3 separate regions of the Lactuca sativa genome follow, and all the other regions are linked to region 3. A link is a contact called in public Hi-C data. All regions are on one chromosome and are shown on one strand. The core of a region is the stretch at or near the end of the contact, and the rest is flanking DNA. Distances in the headings are between cores, read along the strand shown.

Region 1 (4,300 bases), core at 1,001-3,500, 220 kb before region 3:
AGATCATCGGAAAATATATTTAGATCTCGGATTACCTTTTATCATTTGTAAGTATTGATTCACTAAACATATTATATTTTTACATGGATTTCAATGAGGATGAGGAAATAAGAATAAGCAAAGGCAATGGCTCCAGATGCTTGAAGGCTTTGCCACATTATACGAGTGAGACTTCCTTTGACTTTGCCATTTTTCTGTTGACCGAAAGAGAATAAACTATATGTTAATTTCAAGGCCAAGACCAATGGTGGAATAAATGAACAACATGACGACAACCACCACTGAAAGCCATGAAACAAAATAGTAATTTAAGAAAACCCAAAAGGTAGTTATCTATTTTAATCTTCAAAAACTGAAACAAAATAGTTTTTAGAGGTCATCACATCATGATAATGGAGGCTGCTGTAATGTGTTTGGAGCAGTGCCAAATCAGCTTCCCTTACACATCATCCTGCCACGTAGGCTAGCTAACGGCAAAATTGTTAAAAGTACTAACTGAACAAAAAAATTGTTCAATGACCAAATCTAGCCAAAGACATAACTTTATTGTGCTAGTGACATTTTCCTTTCTATTAACTAAATAACAAGTTCACAAATATGTTGATATGTTTGATAGTATGTATGAACCGGTAGAATCCCTACATGTGGCGGTTCAACCTTAAACAACCTAACATATGATACAACTATTTGAGTTTTTAATACTTTATAAAAACTATCACGTGTAGAACTAATAATCTAAATTATACTATTATTAACTCTTTAATCTATAATAAAATTATGTGTATAAGGGGTGTGCAGCGCATATATAAAATTATGATTAATAATCATATATCTTTTTATTAAATTACTTCTCAGTCATGCTTGCCGCTTAAATTACGAGAATTTAGAGCTCACATATAAGCTTAATAAGCTTAACGAACATATCCAGATCCCTTATTGATGTTCCTCCTTTGACTGCCTTGCTAGCTGCTTGACTTAGCTCCTTCACTTTTACTCGCTCCAATATCTCCCCACTTAACGACTCATCCAACAACCGAGCCAACTCAATCGAGTCTGGCACATTATCAGGTCGACCCTCACAAGCTCGTTTCCCAACACCCAACTCGTCAACCAATAGCTTCTCATCTGCATATTGGTCAGCACCCATTGGCCACGTCAGCAGCGTCACACCCGCTGAAACTCCTTCCAACGTGGAATTCCACCCACAATGAGTCACAAATGACGCTACAGCCCGATGTCCTAATATCGCCAACTGTGGGGCCCATCCTTCGACTATGAACCCTCGATCACCCACTCGTTGTTTAAACGCTGAATCACTTCCTTTTGCACACAAAATAAAATTAACATTGCTAAGCTCAAGTGCACCCGTTAATGCACTCATTTGCTTCTCGTTTAATGTGGTTCGGCTTCCGAAACATATATACACAACAGACTCATCTGTTTTGTTGTCTAACCACGTGAGTAGCTCATGAGGTGGCGCCACACTTGGCCCACCACGAGCGGTACCATCTCTAGGAAGTAACGGGCCAACGGCCCAAACCCGATCATGACCCATTTGTTTCTTCATGTGGTCCATGTAGGTTTTTTCTAAGTCTTCAAATGTGTTGTACACAACCCCCCAACTAGTCATATTAGCCAACATTCCTTTTCTAAATGACTCGTAATCAGGATCTCCTTTTATAAAGTTACGTGAGACCGGTGGCAACTGCCACATTTGAAACTCCGGCGAGCTAGGGATTTCCGGGAAAGAAATCAAGGAGCTAGCATCTTTATCGACACCATTGTTGGCGTTATTCTTATTCTCACCCACATCACGCCACATCGATTGAATAATGGAAGAAGCAAAAGCACCTGAAGGGTTGAACACCACGCGCTGGATGCCAAGGTGGGAAGCGAGTTCATTAGTCCACCCGAGAAAGAAGTCAGAGATGATGGCCACCGGCGGCGAAGGGTGGGATCTGAACCATTTAACGATGGGATCAAACTGTTTTTGAGTGGAAACTATTTTGCCGATAAGGGGGTGAGGAGATGATGGGTTGATTTCAGGATCAGGGGAGAGAAGCTTGTGCAGAGAAGAGGGGTGGGAGGAGAGGAGAGGGTCGAGTAGTGGGAGGTTGACGGGGGAGATGACGACGGTGATGGTTAGGCCACGGCGGAGGAGGATATCGGTGAGGTCGAGTAAGGGAATGATATGGCCGGAGCCAGTGAACGGGTAGACTAGTAAATGTTTTGTGTTGGTTGAGTGAGTCATGTTTAAAAGTATGATGATCTGTCAAAAGAATAGAGAGAGTTGGATATTTATAACTTAAAAAACGTTATGGAATTAATGCTTGAAACCGTGTGCTGTTTGCTCACCTTTTGGATAGATTGGTATTTGGTAGAACGTGGGATCTTGGTTAATTAAGATGTTTTGTCGTGGTTCGTTTGAATACTTAAAATTACTAAATATGTCCATTTGTTAATTAATTATTTAGAAGCTAATTACATTGGTATGAACGATGAAGTGACGTCAGTGCTCACGTTTGTTCTTTATAAAATGTAAATTATACCCATTGTTCCTCGTGTAAATGTTAGAAAACGTGTTTAATCGATATTTTCAAAAATTAATTCCGATGTTTCTCGTTTGCATAAAACTTGTACTTTTTGTGTCTGTCATACATTTTTGTTGCGCATCTAGTCCATGATAGATATAAAATGACCATAATATTTTTTGTCTATTTCTTTTCCAATTAATTTAACGTTATTTTTTTTTAATAAAAAAAGAAATATGGTCACACCTTTTTAAAACTCTTAATTTAATCTCTCTCTCTCTCTCTCTCTCTCTCTCTCTCTCTCTCTCTCTATACCATCATCGGGAATATTCACCACCACCGCTGTATATATGAACCACCACCAAAACCTCTATCTCCGGTGTGCCGCCATCACCTACCACCATCTCACATCTTTGTCTAAAACCCTAAAAAACCACCTGAATCTCTGTCTCCACCACCATCAAAAGCTTCATTGTTCACAAACGCCGCACCTTCTTTGGAATTGTCACGTTGTCGTGATTGCCGCCTCGTCGAAGAACGTGACCTCTTCATTAGATCTACACCATTTCGTCTCCGTCGGCGTCGCCTTCATCTTTGTGATTGTTTCTTTTCTTGAAACCCTTCTTTGTCTCATATCTACACCATCTCAAATCTACACATTCGTTGTCACTATCTGTTCGCTTGAAAACCTGTTCGTTGAAGCTTGCAGATCTTGAAGTGGTTGTTCGGTGGACTGTCAGATCTGGAGAAGAAGGTGGTAGTTCGTTAAAGATCACAGATCTGGAGGATGATGTGTACCATTTTTCCTCAGAGGTAAGTTGCTTCGAACCTTTATCGTCTCAGGGTTGGAACATCACCGCCTTCACTGTATCTGGGTTCCGATCTGAGGTTTCATTAACACCACGCCTAGGGTTTTAAATGCCACCTAGGGTTTCAAGTTTGGTTTGGTTTGGTTAAGTGGTAGTAGATGGTTGTTTCTAGTTGTCGTCGACTAGCGGTTGTTTATGAGGTGTTAGCGGTGATAGGTGGAGGCACCGTAGGTGGCTGGTGGCTAGAGGTGAATGGTGGTAGGAAGTGGGAGAGAAATAGGAGTGACATATGGTGGTTTCTGGTGGTGAGAGGTGGTGGATTTTGGTGGTGATAAGTGGTGGTTGCTGTAGTTGAGAAAGAAGATAAGAGATATAATAATGGTGGTGGTAGTGCTTATATTTAATTAAACAATTTTTTAATAGATTATTAATTAATAATTAATAAACAAATCAAAAAATAAATAAACAAAGGTAAAATAGTCTTTTTATGTGCGGATGGACTAAACATGCAAGAAAAAACAACCCGAATGACGGATGAATTAATTTTCAAAAATAGAAACTAAACATGACTTCTCGCATTATCACAAGGAATTGTTGGTATAATTTACCCCTATATAAATAATGCTTGAATTGATAATAGAGGGAGGAAACAAGTGGACGAGTTGACATTGAATTTCTTTTGTGGGTCCATAAGTCCGATCGTTTTGACCTTATCGGCCTTTTGGAATTCGGATCATGTCAACTGTTGCCCAAAGCAACTTCAAACCTCGATATTTAGATTTTAGGGTCTAATCATTCCAATCCAACATTATTTCTATATTATTTTTACATTGACAAATAATTAAATATCAAATTTGGATATTTGATATTTTAATATTAATTTGTATCGTAATCTTCCAAACAATAACGTCTTTTAATCATATTCTAATAAATGAATAGGTTTATTCTCCTATTGACAAG
Region 2 (4,149 bases), core at 216-2,715, 130 kb before region 3:
TCTTTCCTGTAAATGAAACAATCTGAATCGATTGCTTTGATATATCAAGATTCAAGACTAAAGAAAGGACAAGCTAACTTCACCTTTGGATTGAGAAACCGTGTTGACCCAATTCCCATAGATATTATCTACTAATGTTGTAAGAACCTCGCGATTTTCTTCAGATATATTCTTGCGAGTTAGTCGATCACCAAAACTCTTGTATTTACCAATCCTCTCTACTTGTGGTTCAACTCCTACTTTCTCAAGTACACCTTTATGCACACCACTTTGGTTAGTTAAGTTAAGAAGTTGATCACAAGATTTGATAGATGTAAAGCAACAACAATGGGGACAATTCTAAAGCTGGAAGTGAAATGTAATGTGTCAAACTTACCTCCAAGAAATGATGCTTGAGCAGTTAAACCATACAATGAAAAGTACGCACTTGGAGGGGCATACAGCTCTTCACAAGCACAGGCAATGTAATACTCCTTTTCATGCCATACAGGTGCATAACCAACAATGAACTTTCCTAAATTGAATTATCACAGTTTAATACAAGTATCAGAATTATGGTAATTGAAAACTCATATACATGTAATTTCATAACAATTATTATAAATCTACCTGACTTTCTAAAATCCAGTATGTGTCTTCTAGTTTCTTCAATTTTGGCCCATCCACATTTCAGGGTTTCAATGTGGAGATAAACACCAGATATACGAGGATCATATGCTGCCTTAATTAGGTTTTCACAGATTTGAGGTAGGGATAATCCTGAAGAGAAACGACCCTTCACTTGATCAGTTATCTGAAATTGGCAACAGTAAAAAATCAATTTCGTCATCCAATATGTTCACTTCGATAAACATTATTGTGTAATTTCGATTCAAGAACAATAGTTGATAAAATCAAAAGGGGTGAAAACGACCAAACCTTGCCGCGCAATTTGATATTCAGAACGCTGCCTTTGCGAACACGTTGCAATGGATAAACAGTTAGCATGCGTAGCTTCACCACGAAGCTCTTCCAAGCACCTGGTTTTTTAAACTCAAATTCTCCACTGGGATAATCGCCATCGTCTTTTAAACTGCCATAATCGGCCAATTCGGGCTTTAACTCGCATTTCTCCTCCTGATTCTCTTACAGAATATCATCATTTTTTGTGTCAGATCAACAATTCAAATATATATGTTGATTATATAAACGTAATCAAATTAAAAATATATATCGGCTAATAAACTACGAAGAACTCTATAAACAGAATATGCTTACTTGATGTTGTGAGATTTGATTCCATTATTTCAATTGATGAGGCCATCTCTTGTTGTAATTAATCGGATGATCAAGTAAAATCAATTTTCGTAAGTTAAATGATTGTGAATTTATGATTACATGAAGTCAATGTGAGAAATCAATTGATTTTAAAAAGACTTTTGACTTGGTTTTCGTTTTATTCGTAATCTAAATAAGAACATGATTTTAAAAAGACTTTTGACTTGGTTTTTCGTTTTATTCTTAATCTAAATAAGAACATATACTTGGAGTTAGAGACCACTCATTCTATAAAATTTAGAAAGACTTATGGGTCAAAATCCGAATATTATTGTATGATTCCTCAACGTGAGAAATCAATTGATTTTAAAAAGACTTTTGAGATTTTCCTTTTATTCGGAATCTTAATCTATGTATCTACTCATCATCTAATAAGCAAAATCATTAATAAACAAAATCATTGTGACGCATGTCCTATTCTACCGTATTATAATGCCACGTGTCATTTTTAAAAATAATTTTAATTATTACTACAAAAAGAAATCATAAATTGATAGATATTAATTATAATCCCGATTTTTCATCAAATTACCGAATTTTTTTGGTTCAAATAACATTCAAATTCCACATTTGCAAATGATGATGTGCCTAAGCCAGCACGGTAAAACCACACCCTGGCCAAGGCCTTAGCGTGTCGGCCAGGTCGGGCTCAGTAAGCTCAGCGTCCGCCAACGCTCCCACTAGCAGGGCGCCTCAACAAAAGGCTTCAGTGCCCGCTAGGAGCACTTATGGAGTCCCAACGAAAGGCTCGTGCCAGCCAAAGGACGCTCCCAACTCCAAGACAAAAGATACGGTCAAGAGACAAGTAGCAGGGTCAGGCCATTATCGTCAAGACCAATGAGAGCGCTCTAACGGTCAAAGGCGCATGATCCTCTAATCAACGCCCCTGATCCTGTCTCCCCCAAAAAGCGATCTTGTCTGGTACGGACTAGGCAAAAGCGCTAGGTACAAAAGGATACACCCTTGGACTCACAAGGTAAGCACTCTTCTCTGACTTATATACACACAGAGAAACCCTAGAAACACTCTAACTTGACCGTCGGAGCGTTCTTCCGGGAGCACTCTCCCAGGAACGGCTAACGACTAACGACTTTCTTCTCTTGATATTGTGCGGAGGCGACAAAGAATCCGATCACACAGCTTTGGATAGATCAAGCTCGCCATACGCATCAACAAACAATAGCAATTTATGTTCAAATCTTTAATTACAAGTCCTATCTATTTTGATGAACCTTTATTAGGATTTAGCAATTTGAAATTAATATTCTAATAATAAATATTTTTTATTCCATCTATATTTCATATCAGTAACACGTTTTCAACTTTCATTCCAATTGTTGAAGTGTATTGTGTTTTCTCATGTTCAAGATTACGATTTCTACAAAAGAGACATCATAACAAATCGGGTTAGTTCATCTTCATAAACTAGTAATTATAACTTTTTTCTGAAAATACTTTAATACCAATGTACTTTTAGTTTTCTAAAAACATCTCATGTTATACAGTTAGCGGGGGTTATCTACTAATCTTGTGAGTCCATCATTCCTTTTTCTGCAAAATTTCACAAAAAAATATGTTTTTTTAGAATGTATATATATATATAATCGAAAGTACGTGTATCTGTTGCAATTTCGCTTTCAAAATTAGTAAAAACCTTAGTAGTTGTTCTTATTTGATTATTGAAACGCATATTTGATTATTGAAACGCATCCTACTTGACTCAATAGATTTCTACTTCAACTTCTTGATAAATAAACTCAAGATCAAATCCTCCATTGAATCTATAATTCCTTTTTCTGCAAAATTTCAGAAAGTAAGATGCTTTTAAAAAAACAAAACTGAAAGTAAATGTATCTTTTTTAGTAATGTGTATCATAGTAACTTTAAATTGCAAATATGATGGAGGAAACAAAATGAAAGTAAAAAAACTTAATTATATTTTATATGTGTTCATGTAAACTGAATGCATAAAGGGTAATACAGTAATTTTTATTATCCATATCCGTCTATGTTATTGTGTATGTATCTGTTTCTATTATTGGTACATGTATCACATTATTATACCATGTAGCTACTAAATGGATGGACTTAGGGTTTGTTTGTTTACCTCTTAATTGCAATATTAAGAGGCAATGTCTTAAAATTTCAAATTCAGAGCGCTTGTTTGCGCATTATTTTTTACATCTTAAAATTAAAAATGTCTCTCATTTTTTTCAGATATTAAACAAAGTCTGAAAAAGAAAAAAAGAAAAGAAAAAAAAAAGAGACACGCCTTTCTTATTTTCCCTAAACAGGAACGACCTCTCCTCTTCTTTTCTTCCCTTCGCGTCTGCTTGCTTCACATCTTCTTCTCTTCAATTTCCGACAGCGCCGCCCACCCAAAACGTCGACGACGCTACACCCAACAACGCCGCCTTCCTCCGCCGCCGCCGCAAGGTCTTCCGTCTCCAACTCGTTCTTCTGCCGACCGCAGCAGGTTTGTTTCTCTTTTTCTTTTAAAATTGAATTCATTGGTCTTCTTCTATTTCTTCCTTCTTTCCCCTCAAACTTGAAAATCAAAAATCGAAATTGTTATGCTATTAGTTTCTGATTTGTTCAATCAAAATCAATATTTGATGTTATATGCTCGATTTTTGATGTTATATGCTCGATTTTGATGTTATATGATCGAATCTTGAATGTGTTCAATGGATATGATGAAATGTTGATGTTGAATTTTTTATGTTATGTTTGATTTTTTATACTCAAATTTTTATGTTTAATGTTTTTATGTTTGAGTATTATGTTGCAATGTTGTTGCTGACATAATATTTGTGTTTGATGTTATAGTGA
Region 3 (4,061 bases), core at 457-2,956:
GCTGAATCCCAAAAGATGTCATTTTAACATATAAATCTATCGCTTTTAAAGGATCACCATTTCGCACAGAGCCACTGATAAGTGTATTCCAAGAACTTACTGTTGTGTTTTTCATGAGGTTAAAAGTATTTTCACCCAAACAATATGATGACCTATGTTTTGTGTAAGCTGTAATGAAAGCATTTGCCACCAATTCGTTAGATTCAATGCCATGTCGAATTGAATATCCATGAAGTTCCTTTACCTTTAAGAGATGTGAATGATGTAAGCAAACTTTTAAGACGTTTAGAATGGTTACCTGATCGGGTTTTATTTTTTCCATTTGCATCTTGCGAAGAAGTTCAAATGTATGTCCAACTTCACCTTCTTTTGAACAACCCCAAATAATCGAATTCCAAGAAACCACATTCTTGTTTTTTATTTTATCAAGAATGATATGGGCTTCTAACATGTATCCGTTTTTCAAATACATGTCCATCAATGCATTTTGAATCATCAAATCATGATACAAGCCCAATTTCACAGCCAAAGAGTGGATGGTTTTTCCTAACAAGATGTCTCTTTCAGAAGCACAAACTGGTAGCAAAGTTACTAATGTAGCAACGTCAGGTGTCAAACTTTCTCCGGCAACCAGAAACTCCATGAACAGATGGATACTTTTTTGAGAAAATCCGTTATTTGAGAACACTGAAATCAATGAATTCCATGTGACCAAGTTTCTTTCAGGCATAAAGTCGAACACCTTGACTGCATCATCTACAAATCCAAACTTGTCATACATTGCAACCAACGCATTACCCACAAAGACATCTGAGATCAAACCTGTCTTCACGGCCATACCGTGAACCACCTGACCACATATCAAATTCGGAGCTCCGACACAAGCTTTAATCACGCAAGGCAAGGTGAAATTATCAGGTATATGCTCTGTTTGCAAAAACTGGGAAAAGACAAGAATCGCATCATCACAGAGATCGTTTCTAGAGTATCCGTTGATGATTGCGTTCCATTGATATAAGTTCTTGTTCTCTAGTTGTTCGAAAACGATTCGTAAATCGGAGGGAGATCCACAAACGGAGTACATCGTGATAATTTGAGTGTTGAGGATTGAGTTGTTTCTCAAGTGCGGCGATGACCAAACCAGTTGGTGGACTTTCCGGCCGGTTTCGATGTCTTTGTCGCCACCGCATGCCTGCAGTAGAATACCGGTTGCTTTGGCGGTTTCTGTAAGTTCAGAAGGCGAGTCGTGGAGCAAAGTCAGAGCTCCGGTGAGGTTTTTCAATTGGCAGAGACGATCGATCTTTTGAGACAAACGGTTGGAGTGTTGTCGGCGAGGAAGCTCACAATTTGCGACGAGTTGAACGTTGGTGCTGGTCGAGTGAAGTAGAGGCGGAGGTGGATGGCGGTCTCCGACGTGTAGTGGTGGTGACGATGACATCATAGCCATGGTGAAAGGCTCGCCTCTTTTTTTTTTTTTCCTGCTCTTTCTAGTTGACGATATTTCCTCAATTAAAAAATAGGCCTTTTTTAATAAAAACAATAAAATTTTGCATATATTAATGAAAATAAATAATTTCTCAAATTCTTGCAAATAACTTATAATAATCAATTTACAGTGTTCAATAAAAATACAATAAAATCGTTTATTGGATATTGGATACTTTTAAGAGTTTTTTTTCTTCTTTTAAAACGATGTATACTTTTAGAGTTATTTATAAGAAAACGTTTAAATTTATTATTTTTTGTTGCCTTTTTCTTTTCTTATTAATTGACAATCTGTCCAAAACTTTTTATTTTTGCCTTCAAAGCGTGTTAAGTCCAAGAGTCGGTTACCCGTAATGACGCGGGGGTGATATGTTTGTTAGTGCATTCTAAAACATCATTTTTATGGTTAAAGAAAACTCATCATTACAAGAAAAGGGTTTAAGAAGCAGAGAATGGTTAAAGAAGCAAATAAAATGTTTGAATGAAACTCATCAACTGCAAGAAACTTCTTATTCGATTCTCTTGTTACACCAACTTTGATAGATAAATGTTACATAAGACGGCTTGTTATTGGGTCTAAAGTTACCTTAAAGGAGATGATGGCTAACATCAAGCATAAGGTCAACTACGAAGTGTCTAGAGGTCAATGCTATATAGCTAGAAAATGTTTATTAGTGGGTCCAAAGTTACCTTAAAGGAGATGATAGATAACATCAAGCATAAGGTCAACTATGAAGTGTCTAGAAGTCAATGTCATATGGCTAAAAAAATAGGTAGGAAAACCATAAAAGGTAAATTAAGCCATCACCACGCCAAAGTGTGGAACTATGCCCATGAAATGCTTAGATCAAACCATGGTAGTACATGTAAGGTTCAAGTTTTTTTTTTTGAAAAGAATGTAAGGTTCAAGTTATTGTCAATCATGATGGAAAAACTAGAAAATGCAACTAATTGGTTGAAGGAAAATTTATGTGAAAGGAGGTGGGAAATTTGAGGTAGTTGGTGCCAATGGATAGACATTATAATTTATACATGATGTCCATGATGATAAATGACTAAATGTTGATGATGGTGTAAATTCTTATGAAGGTATAAGTATGGATGATGTTCATGAAGGTGCTAACAATGATGAGGAAATGGAGGTCGAAGCATTGGAGGTGATGAAGATATAAATGAGGGTGTTAACAAAAATAAGGATGGTAATGTTTATAAGGAAGTAGAGGACTGGAGGTTAGTAACCAGGTCCTCTCCAAAACTACAAAGGCCATTACCTAAGACAACTTAATTACCATTACATGACATTATCTAATATAATTTAATTACCACTACATTCCGGATCAATACAATAGCTATGAGCAAAACAACAATAAACATTAATAAATTGACCATTTTCTTCTTCTTGAGTCAATTTGCTCTTGGCATTCACTATTGTTCTTTAAGTACATACGTGACTCAAATTTGGCATCTTCAATTTATTTATTTCACAGTGGTGGATCAACCCATATGAAAAACACAAAACTTTTGTCGAAGGTTCTTGCAAATACACAAAAATAATTAAACAAGAAGCTTATCTAAATTACATATGTCATGATGTAAAATTAACTTTTTAAAAATAGAAATGTTGAAGATCGAAAATAAGTTGTAAAATGTTAATGCCCCTACATAAATTTATTTATATTAATCATTAGACCTCAATAAAATTTAGTTATAATTATACAACGAGTGAGATGACAAACGAGCAACAAGCTGTGGCGCTAAGTCTTTTTGTGTGGTAAAGCCAAGTCATTTGAAGACTACACATATATATCTACATGATATGACATTACTATGCATGATCCGTTGTACTCTCTTAAAAAGTTTTACCGTATCCGGAAACGTATCATCAGATGTCTCAATGGTTCCTTATTAAACTTATTGTGTAGTCCATTTAGTGAAATCTATGCATTCACTCAATCATTATACATGATTTTAAGGACCAACAAACATCTACATACTTTCATTTCAATTTGAATGAAAAATTTATTCTTTTGCTACCAATATTTTTTGTGGATATTTTTTTACTTTTGTAAATACCACCATGATCACATTGGAAAAATATTTATGTTAGTAGTATATCTTTTTATTACAATAACATAAACAAGTCTGCAACCTATCTTTTGAACCAAGTCTATTAATTGATGACAAAAATTGAATACCTAAAAATGCATTTTTTTAATCAGAAACTAATAAATTTAACCATACTAAATAACCTAAAGTTTTTAGCATGTCGGTTTCAAATTTTGATGCGTCACTACTCACTAGTGAAGTAACTACATTTATTATCGGCATCTTGAGGTCTAATCAATACATATAAATATGAATTTGTCATTTATATAAACATAAATATCTTAATAGTAATAAATAAACATACATTATCATTTAATTCATCAAACCATAACAAATATTATGGACAACTCAATTTGTTAATTAAACAAATTGTTTTTCAAAATTGGATACTATGAAAAAGAAATTGAAGAAGACGTCTATTTATAAGAAAAATGTTACATACGGTATGACCTTACGAGTGATCGTCACTT

The links. A called contact is a pair of places that touch in the nucleus more often than the background predicts.
Region 1: a contact with region 3 is called in a Hi-C map of leaf, with 4 times the contacts expected there. The contact joins the promoter of LOC111915616 here to the promoter of LOC111915637 in region 3. A contact is called at or near these places in 2 of 4 Hi-C or Micro-C datasets (both in leaf).
Region 2: a Hi-C map of leaf shows a contact between it and region 3, with 2.7 times the contacts expected there. The contact joins the promoter of LOC111915636 here to the promoter of LOC111915637 in region 3. A contact is called at or near these places in 4 of 4 Hi-C or Micro-C datasets (bud, leaf and seed).

Annotation. Positions count from the first base shown.
Region 1 is chr5:56,037,024-56,041,323 of Lsat_Salinas_v11, forward strand. LOC111915616 (UDP-glycosyltransferase 89B2) reads right to left here and starts at 2,251. Exons shown (of 1, transcript XM_023911257.1): 1 at 884-2,251. The coding sequence starts at 2,251. The coding sequence ends at 884.
Region 2 is chr5:56,128,430-56,132,578 of Lsat_Salinas_v11, forward strand. It overlaps LOC111915636 (serine protease SPPA, chloroplastic), which reads right to left and starts at 1,466. Exons shown (of 13, transcript XM_023911276.3): 1 at 1,258-1,466; 2 at 919-1,124; 3 at 610-793; 4 at 377-514; 5 at 84-254; 6 at 1-6. The coding sequence starts at 1,303.
Region 3 is chr5:56,257,454-56,261,514 of Lsat_Salinas_v11, forward strand. It overlaps LOC111915637 (pentatricopeptide repeat-containing protein At1g18485), which reads right to left and starts at 1,707. Exons shown (of 1, transcript XM_023911277.3): 1 at 1-1,707. The coding sequence starts at 1,447.